Linked DNA regions of Sus scrofa: regions 1 and 3 are each linked to region 2. A link is a contact called in public Hi-C data. All regions are on one chromosome and are shown on one strand. Each heading gives the region's core, a stretch centred on a gene start, on an enhancer-like site or on the middle of the called end of the contact. The rest is flanking DNA. Distances are from core to core; before and after follow the strand shown.

Region 1 (3,008 bases), core at 251-2,750, 200 kb after region 2:
GGGTTGTTCTGGGTATCTATAACAAGGTCCCCCAAGGTCTTGCTACTCAAAGTGTTGTCTGAACCAGAGTACCAGGATTCTCTCATTCCCTGTTAGGCATGCCGAGTCTCAGGCCCCACCAGGGCCACCAGAATAAGCCTCTACATTTTTAACAAGACGTTCAAGTGCACTTTGGAGTTCAAAGCTGAGGAACTCTACAGACTCCATTTATTAATTTTTTTTTAGGGCCGCACCTGCGATTTATTAAATTTTTTTTTTAGGGCCGCACCTGCGGCACATGGAAGTTCCCAGGCTAGGGGTTAAATTCGAGCTGCAGCTGCCACCTAAGCCATAGCCACAGCAATACCAGATCTTTCACCCACTGAGCAAGGCCACAGATCAACCCTGAATCCTGATGGATACTGGTTGGGTTTGTTACCGCTGAGCCATGACGGGAACTCCCTATATGTTTTAATAATAATAAACCTATGTTAACCCACTGAACCACAATGGGAACTCCCCAGACTCCATTTATTAATCAGCACCACCTTCCCACAAAGGTGGGGAGAGCTCTCCACCCTCCTGCTGGTTCCGAGGAGTGAATAACAGGTGACAGCCAAAGAAGAAACCTCCAGGCAGGCTGCCCCCTGGTACTCAAATACCTTTCAGAGCCCCTCCCCTGGAAGACCATTAATATGGAAAAAGAGAGGGACAGACTGTTTTGAACACTCAGGAGTGCCTCACTACCTGAAGCTCCAGCATAGCAGTGGAAATACTTTAGGGTGGAGCTCCTGTCCTGACTCAGTGGTTAACCAATCCGACTAGGAACCATGAGGTTGAGGGTTTGATCCCTGGCCTTGCTCAGTGGGTTAAGGATCAGGCCTCTCGGAGAGCTGTGGTGTAGGTGCAGACACTGCTGGGATCTGAAGTTGCTGTGGCTCTGGCATAGGCCGGTGGCTACAGCTCTGATTAGACCCCTAGCCTGGGAACCTCCATATGCCTCTGGTGAGGCCCTAAAAAAGACAGGAAAAAAAAAAAAAAAGAAGATCTTTAGGGAAGCAAACAATGGCTAGAGAAAAAGCACCATTGCCTACCTCAGCCTCCTAGAGGTTTTGCTTGCAAAGTGCCTAGAGCACGTGTGTGTGTGTGTGTGTGTGTGTGTGTGTGTGTGTAAACAGTCCTCTCTATAACACACATGGTAAGGAAAAAGTTCTGCTTTCTCTCATAAACAGAACCGACGTGCCTCCATAAAAGGAAATAATGTTTTATTAAGACCTCCTCTGAGGTTACAAAAACCTCTCTCTCGGAAGATCACGAAGGATTTTTCTTTGCTGTGACGTGTCACCAGTCCCTGAATCCCACTCTTCCTTTCCCTCTGCCCTATCCACAGGAGATTTTCTTCCTGCTTGTATTTTTTAACAGAGAACCTGAGTTTCCAGTTGACAGAGTCCATGATCAGCTCCTTCACTGAACATTGCACAAGCGACACAGACCTCTGGCTGTGCAAACAAACAGGGCAAGGGGACAGCGGAAGGTGCCAGCCGCGGTGCTGCCCCAGCCAGGCCCTCCCCAAGGCCCTTTGAGGCACGGGGCCCTTCCTCAGGGTGCTCCTCCGCCCGGTAGGGCCCTAAGCCCCGAGCCAGCCCTGTGGGTCGTCAGAGGAGGCCCTGTCCATCAGCACTCCTCTGGGATCTGTCCCGTTTTAGTCAGGAATGTTCCTCAGATAAAGACCCGAGCGGAATGCGGGCCCCCAATCAGAGTTACGCAAGGACAGCCGGATCTTTATCGGGCGGCGCTGGGTAAGGGCGGGTGACCGCTCAGATCCCTCAGTGTGAAGCAGGAAAACAAGGACGACTCTGCGCTGGGGGACTGACTCGCGGGAACAGAAGGTGCCAGCGGTGCTTCCTCCAGCACACCTTTGACCTGGAGCTGCCAACACCCACTTCTTTCCCGGCCTAGCTCCCCTGAAGAGCGTGACTCCCCGGGGCTGCGGATTGCTGAACAGTTATATTTAGCCAATCGCGGAAGGGACTAGCCAGTTCCAGCCAACTAGCCTTCTCCCAGCGGAGACAGGGATTCTTTGCCTCCTTCTTCCCCCTTCCCTCCTAGTCCTTCCCGCCGCCGCCGGCTGACTCCACTTCCACTAAAATGCAGCCGAGGAGTGGGCGAGGGGGGAAGCATAAAGCCCAAGCTCCAAGGACACTGGTGGTTTGGGGCCTGGCCTGGGCAGGTGAACCGATTTTGATCTGCAAACCCAGCTCCCCCTCTTCGTGGCTTGAGGGTCCCTGCTGGCCTCGCACTTGGGCAGAAGAGTTCAGTCTATAAGAGGTGCCATTCATAAGCCCAGATCCCTATTGCTGCGGCCTGAAATTCTGGCAGCCTGAAATTCTGCTTTACCAACTTCCCTCTGGGAGCCTGAACATTTTTTATCATCCAGTGTTTCCTCATAAAATGATGCAAGTACCCTCGGAAAGGCAAATGACTTAAGCTTTTCTTTTATCGGCTCACAGACTCAGAAGAATGGGCGCAAGTGGAGGCTTTGGAGGAGAGAAGGTGGCCTGGCGGCTGAGAAAGACTTCTGGTGAAAACAGGAAGACGGATGACTCTCCCACGTCCACTAAAATGCAGCGGGGGGCGGTGGGGGGGAAATAAATCCACAAGTTTCAAGTCAATGGAAGAGAACTCCCGGGAGAGACTACATGACTTTGCCTCAGCTGTGAAGAAAATGAAGGTCACCAGAAAGGAAACCCTAAATATGGATTTAACCAAATTTTGTGAGAGGGAGGAGTGTGTGGGAGGCAGTGGCTGATGAAGAGTCCTAGATCGTGCTTTTCCACAGAAAGGCAATAGGCAATATTTAAAAACCAAAAAAAATCGAGAAAAACCTGGGTAAGCTTGTATTTTAAAAATACGGAGAAAATACCAGAAAGAAAACAACCTGAAAGAAGAGGCATCAGAAGTGTAGAGGAGTACAGCAGGGATTCTTGGTTTTCTTTCCAGTTCTAGCAGTATTCAGTTTATTCAGTTTT
Region 2 (2,962 bases), core at 20-2,519:
AAGAAATGAATAAGACTCTCTTACTCTGTAGACCTAGATGAACAACTCAGCTCCAAAGATGGGAGGAAGAGCCTGTGACTTGATGCTAATGGCAAGAGAAGTAAGGGATGGGGGGAGAGGGAGGAGAGGCCCCTCAGTGGGCACGAGAGCCATGGGACCCACAGATGTTCTGATGTGGGTGGAATTTCTTTGTGAACCAGATCTCTCCACTTTCTAAGAACAAACCAATTGAAGGCAGCAAAACAGGTGAGGTTGGACAAGAAGAAGAACCCTCTGTGCAGGCCTAACCAATGACAAAAAACTGAAAAGAGGGTGCCAGCTGTATGACATCTAAGAAGAAATTCTTTCTTTTTTTCCCCTGCTTTTCAGCATGACACCCACAAGATATAGAAGTTCCCAGGCTAGGGGTCAAATTGAAGCTGCAGCTGCTGGCCTACACCACAGCCACAGCAATGCAGGATCCAAGCCATGTCTGTGACCTACACATCAACTCATGGCAACACCGGATCCTTAATCCACTGAGTTAGGCAAGGGTTCAAACCCGAGTCCTCATGGATAATAGCTAGATTCATTTCTGCTGCTCCACAAGAGGCAGTCCAGAAATTCTTTAACTGGTCTGTTTTTTTGTTTTTTGCTTTTTAAACTTTTTTAGAGTCTAGTTGATTCATAATGTTGTGCCAATTTCTGCTGTAGAGCAAAGTGACCAAGTCATCCATACATATACATTCCCTTTGTTATATTATCTTCCATCATGGTCTCTCCCTAGAGCCAGTTTTCTTTTAATTTGGGAAACCTCAGTCTCATCTCGCTGAAAATGTGTATCAGGGGACAAGAGCGAGCAGCCTACTGAGGCAATGTTTGCATCCATCCACTTCCACTAAGAGCCTTTCACTCTATCAAAGCTAATATCACAACACAGTACATATTTCCAAATATGGATCTGAAGAGCTGTCGTCTTTGTTGGGAGACAAGTGAACTCCCCGGGCGTCATTTAAAGGTACCCTGTGGAGGGACATGCCTATTTCTGTCACATCCAACTACACAGCAATGACCTGCGATGGATTTCGGGGTGTCCTCCCTGGCACTTAATGCCATCATCCTTCCTGGGACTTCCCAACCCTGAGCTCACATCAACGTTAGCGCCATGGGTAACGGTGGACCTCTGGAGTTTCTAATCAGAGCAGGAGGCTGCACATCTGAATTCCATGCCTCAGCTCTTTCACTGACTCGCCAGGGTTGACCCAGGCTCCACGCCACGTGCTTGCAGCTTACACAACCTGGCCTCATGACTCAGGTCCTAAAACATGCTTAACTGAGTCGCTCCCACTACCCAGTACCCCTCCTCCCCGTTTGAGCTAAAATAACATCATCATCGTGTTCCAAATCAAAGTTCCAGCTCCTTATTAAAAAAAAAAAAAAAAAGAGTTAAAATGACCTAATTTGTTTGGCAGCTTATTCAGAGGCTGGAGGCTTAGAATACAAGGCACATTCCTCTAACATCTTTAGCAGCAACACCATATTTGGTAATCAATATCCTGCTCAGCTTGGTTTCTATCCAGAGGGATTAGCCAAGCCAAAAACATTTTCAATGTTGAAGGATGATGAAGAGGAGGCAGAGGGGGGCAGGGGTAGGGAAAACATGGAAGTAAAGAGGAAGAAAAGTGAGGAGAAAGATGAAAAAGGGAAAGACAGATAAGGAGGAGACATGAAAAAACAAACCTCCTCCCCCAACTCTTGTGCTTTTAATTAAAGTCTAACAAGATTATTAAACGCTGTCAGGCTAAGATTACTACCGTGTCAGAGGGGGAATCTGTACCTTTCAAAATCAACTTTTTCCTTGCTTGCCTACAAACCCACCAAAACCGTTCTTATGAATGACGAACTGCAACTTTTCCAACTGGAAATGGTTTTATTTCCTTCCTTTAAATGTTTTATTAACTGAAGTGAAGGTGATTTACAATGTCGTGTTAGGTTCAGGTGGACAGCAGGTTACTTCCTTGGTGTCCAGAAAGGAGTTTCTGGTTGTTGGTTTGAGAACAGTAAGTTATTCAGAAGCAGACCAATCTGACTGGCTATAGGAATAGATGGCCTCAAACTCTGTGACCAAACCAACAGAAGTTCACTGTGATCTGCAAAGGCCAACCTCCCTACCTAGGGTGAATACTAGGAGACAGAAAGCCTTGAGTCTACTACACTTAAAAAGCACACCAGGGCAGATCCATATATTGATGTGTTTTGGACTGAATGTTCGTGTTTTCCCCAAATCCACACATTGAAGCCCTAACCCCAGACATAATGCTATTTGGAGGTGGGCCCCCTAGGAAGGGATTAGTGCCCCTGAGAGAAGAGGAAGAGGCAGTAGGGATCTCTGTCCTCAGGGCACAAGTCAAGCCCAGGCCACAAGAGAACACAGTCAGAGGGTGGTGGTCTCCAAGCCAGAAAGAAGGTCTGCTGGAAACTTCACCTTGGACTTACTGGCCCCCAGAACCAAGAGAATTAATGTTTAAGACAACTTAGGAGTTCCGGTGTGGCACAGCAGAAACAAATACAACTAGGAACCATGAGGTTGTGGGTTCAATCCCTGGCCTTGCTTAGTGGGTTAAGGATCCAATGTTGCTGTGAGCTGTGGTGTAGGTCACAGATGTGGCTTGGATCTGGCATTGCTGTGGCTGTGGTGTAGGCCTGCAGCTGTAGCTCTGACTGGACTCCTAGCCTGGGAACCTCCATATGCTGCGAGTACAGCCCTAAAAAGCAAAAAAAAAAAAAAAAAAAAAAAAAAAAGACAACCTGCCTGTGGTACTTGTTACAGCAGCCAGAGCTAAGACACCCTGCTAACATGATTTTTGTTCCTGTGCCATAGTTCCTAAAAGAGCTTAAAAGAGTCTTTCTAAACTTTCTGTAGTCTCATACAGGTAAATCTCCCCTTCTCTATCAACCCCATCCCCAACCTCACCTGTGTCCT
Region 3 (2,807 bases), core at 206-2,705, 230 kb after region 2:
TCACTGTCTCAGTGGTGTCAAGCGCAATACACTGGGATGCCTGGAGCCCACCCACATAGAGTGACAGGAATTTGGGGACCTGGTTTGGCCCCTAGACTTGGGAATTACCCCCAAAGCATCTGCTCAGTCGGGTAAAATCCAAGTGCCTTGGTTTGGAGTAGGAAACTTAGCACAATATGATTCTACTCCTTTTTTCCAGTTTCTCTCCTGTCTTCCTCCCCCTGCCAATACATGTACCCCATAACAAATGTACCAACATAGCTGGCCTCACCATGACTACAGACCTCTACAGATGCTCTTCACATTCTAGAATGTTCTTCCTCCTTTCCCACCTGAGCAACTTATATTCATGCCTTAAGAATATAACTCAGAGTTCCCGTTGTGGCTCAGTGGTTAACAAATCCGACTAGGAACCACAAGGTGGCAGGTTTGATCCCTGGCCTCACTCAGTGGGTTAAGGATCCAGTGTTGCTGTGAGCTGTGGTGTAGGTCACAGACGCGCCTCAAATCTGGTGTTGCTACAGCTGTGGTGGCAGGCCAGCAGCTGTAGCTCTGATTAGACCCCTAGCTTGGGAACCACCATATGCTGCAGGTGTGGCCTTAAAAACCCCTCCAAAAAAAAGTAAAGTTAGATTGTATGAAAAACAGAGATGCTCTCTGACCAACTTATTGCTAGCTGGGCATGCCACTGCCAACAATAAGGACTACATTTCCCAGTCTTCCTTGCAGCTAGATATGGCCACATGATGGGGTCCCTATCCTGCAAAGTGTATAAAAAGGTAGGTATACCGTCAGTGTTTCCTGCTTAAAAGGAAATTGCCTGTCCTCCTTTTTCCTTCCCCTTTCCCAGGCTGAAGCTTGGATACGGTCATGACCCTGCCTTAACCATGCAACTAAGGACAACATCCTACGGATGATGACGCACAACAAGATGGGAAGAAGCCAGATCCCCACATGACCCTCTAGTCTGGACCACTCTGGTTTTGGTGTGAGAAATAAACTGAACCTTCTTTAAGCCTGTGTGTGTGTGTGTGTGTGTGGTGTGTGTGTGTGTGTGTGGTGTGTGTGTGTGTGTGTGTGTGTGTGTGTGTTTGCGCACATGGAGATCAACGTCTCTTTACCATAGCAGCTTAGCCCCAAACTGCTTTCCTAAGTAGGCAGTGAGCTTCTCCAGAGCAGAGATGAAATCTCTGTCATCTTTTTTTTATCTCCAGCCCCCCAGCAAAGCACCTGATAAAACAAATGTTCCATAAGTCTTTGCTGATTGATTGAATGGGCGCCTGAATTGTTAAGAACCTAAGAACCAAGGCTGTAAAAAATGATTGGATTAAATCCGACGGGTCTGGGACGTCCTGGCTAGGAATTTGGACTTTGCCCACATTAGGTTCTGTGGAAAGTTTTCAAGTGGAGAAAAAGAACTTTGCATTTTTCTGGCTTCTCTGAATCATGTTAGCTGTTGACACCTGCTGGCAATTTGGAACACTGCAGCCTGACTCAGGCTAACTCCAGGGAGGGGATGAGGCAGTTATTGAATACCAGTTACAAAAAGGAGGGCTGATGACCATTTAATAAATAACAACAAGCTGGAAGTACTCCAGGCCAGTCAGGGAGGTGGGGGCTGTAGGGAGGATGCAGCAAACTTTACACATAGTTCCTGATGTGGGAATTTTAGGTTTGGATTTTTTTTTACAGATACGTTTCTGTCCTTTGCTCCCAACAAGCTATAAAATGCCTCTTGCACCCTTTCCCTATTCCTGTGATTCTTTCTTGCACATTTGCATCAACATATGCTTTTCTCATTTCTACCAAAGGAGTAAGTTATTTGAGCCAACCTGTGATTCTGATTTGAAAGAAAGAAAGAAAGAAACCACAACCAAAACAAAACCCCACACTAGATATCATGAATCTTTTGTCATGAGAGATTGGTTGTTTTCTCAGATGAGACAATGCACCTGAGTTCTTTGGCTGGACCCACTGGGAAGATTTTTCTCAGTTCTCAGTTGTAAGAGACATGTCCTATTCCTACAAAGCAGCCCAAGTGCACCTACAGACGCTGTGCAGCTCCTGTAATGATCCTTTGCCCTCTGGCTTCCAGGAAGGAGACTTAGAGAAATTTTCTGGCTCTCTTTTAGCAATTATATATGCCTGTGCTTTTCTCTGTGCCAATAATATACCTGAGTTTTAAAAATCTTTGGTTTTTTTTCATTTTTATGTTTTTGTAAGCCACCATAGATGGCCTCAAAATTTGTCGGCTCCTGCAAATGACAAAAGAACTATCTTTTGAGATGATTTTAAAAAGACTTGATGAACTAGTAACCACCCCATCCCCACCCTGTCTAACTCTGCCCCAGAGGGCCTCTTCCACGCAACGCCATCAGGAAGCCCAGTTGTGTGAGTGTCTAAGATAAAAGCACTCAGCACTATGGGAAGCCAAAGGGTGGCCTTCCCTGCATGCACATGAAGAGGGGTTTTTTTTTTGGGGGGGGGATGGATCCTATAGTGAATTAAGTTACAAAGAGCAGGCAGTTTGCAGCAGGAAAAGGCCAGCATTTTCTGCCAATGTGTTGAAATTTATTTTGATGGCCACGCATCTCTGTGCACTGGAAAGGTGCTTTTCTGATTCCTTCCTTCCAGCTGTTAGAAAAGGGAGTGGGAGTCATCCCTGCATGAGGCCAGGGTTTCAGACTTGCACAGTAGGGCTAGAATGAAGTTTTCAAAGTCAATGTCTGGCTCCTTTTTGCATCAGCCCAAACCATTCCTGGGCAGGCAGGTGGGCCAGGTTTACTGGGATCTGATGCTCGTTCACA

The links. A called contact is a pair of places that touch in the nucleus more often than the background predicts.
Region 1: a Hi-C map of liver shows a contact between it and region 2, with 4 times the contacts expected there. The contact joins two enhancer-like sites. A contact is called at or near these places in 3 of 47 Hi-C or Micro-C datasets (epiblast stem cells, heart right ventricle and liver).
Region 3: a Hi-C map of retroperitoneal adipose tissue shows a contact between it and region 2, with 2.1 times the contacts expected there. The contact joins two enhancer-like sites. A contact is called at or near these places in 9 of 47 Hi-C or Micro-C datasets (alveolar macrophages, embryonic fibroblasts, heart right ventricle and 3 more) and 1 of 2 datasets of contacts at active chromatin or transcription factors (skeletal muscle).

Annotation. Positions count from the first base shown.
Region 1 is chr15:54,807,716-54,810,723 of Sscrofa11.1, forward strand. It overlaps LOC110257076 (a long non-coding RNA gene), which reads left to right. Exons shown (of 3, transcript XR_002339293.1): 3 at 2,490-3,008. Among named protein-coding and RNA genes, the nearest start is that of RBPMS, 84 kb to the left of the region's middle. Within about 2 kb of position 1,501, at least 50 of the 83 cell types and tissues checked have an H3K27ac peak or open chromatin away from gene starts, as enhancers often do. A contact at or near this core is called in liver, where this site is marked.
Region 2 is chr15:54,611,427-54,614,388 of Sscrofa11.1, forward strand. All of the region lies in intron 4 of RBPMS (RNA-binding protein with multiple splicing), which reads right to left. Among named protein-coding and RNA genes, the nearest start is that of RBPMS, 110 kb to the right of the region's middle. Within about 2 kb of position 1,270, at least 39 of the 83 cell types and tissues checked have an H3K27ac peak or open chromatin away from gene starts, as enhancers often do. A contact at or near this core is called in embryonic fibroblasts, liver, retroperitoneal adipose tissue and 1 more, where this site is marked.
Region 3 is chr15:54,837,811-54,840,617 of Sscrofa11.1, forward strand. No RefSeq gene overlaps it. Among named protein-coding and RNA genes, the nearest start is that of DCTN6, 57 kb to the right of the region's middle. Within about 2 kb of position 1,456, at least 30 of the 83 cell types and tissues checked have an H3K27ac peak or open chromatin away from gene starts, as enhancers often do. A contact at or near this core is called in embryonic fibroblasts, liver, retroperitoneal adipose tissue and 1 more, where this site is marked.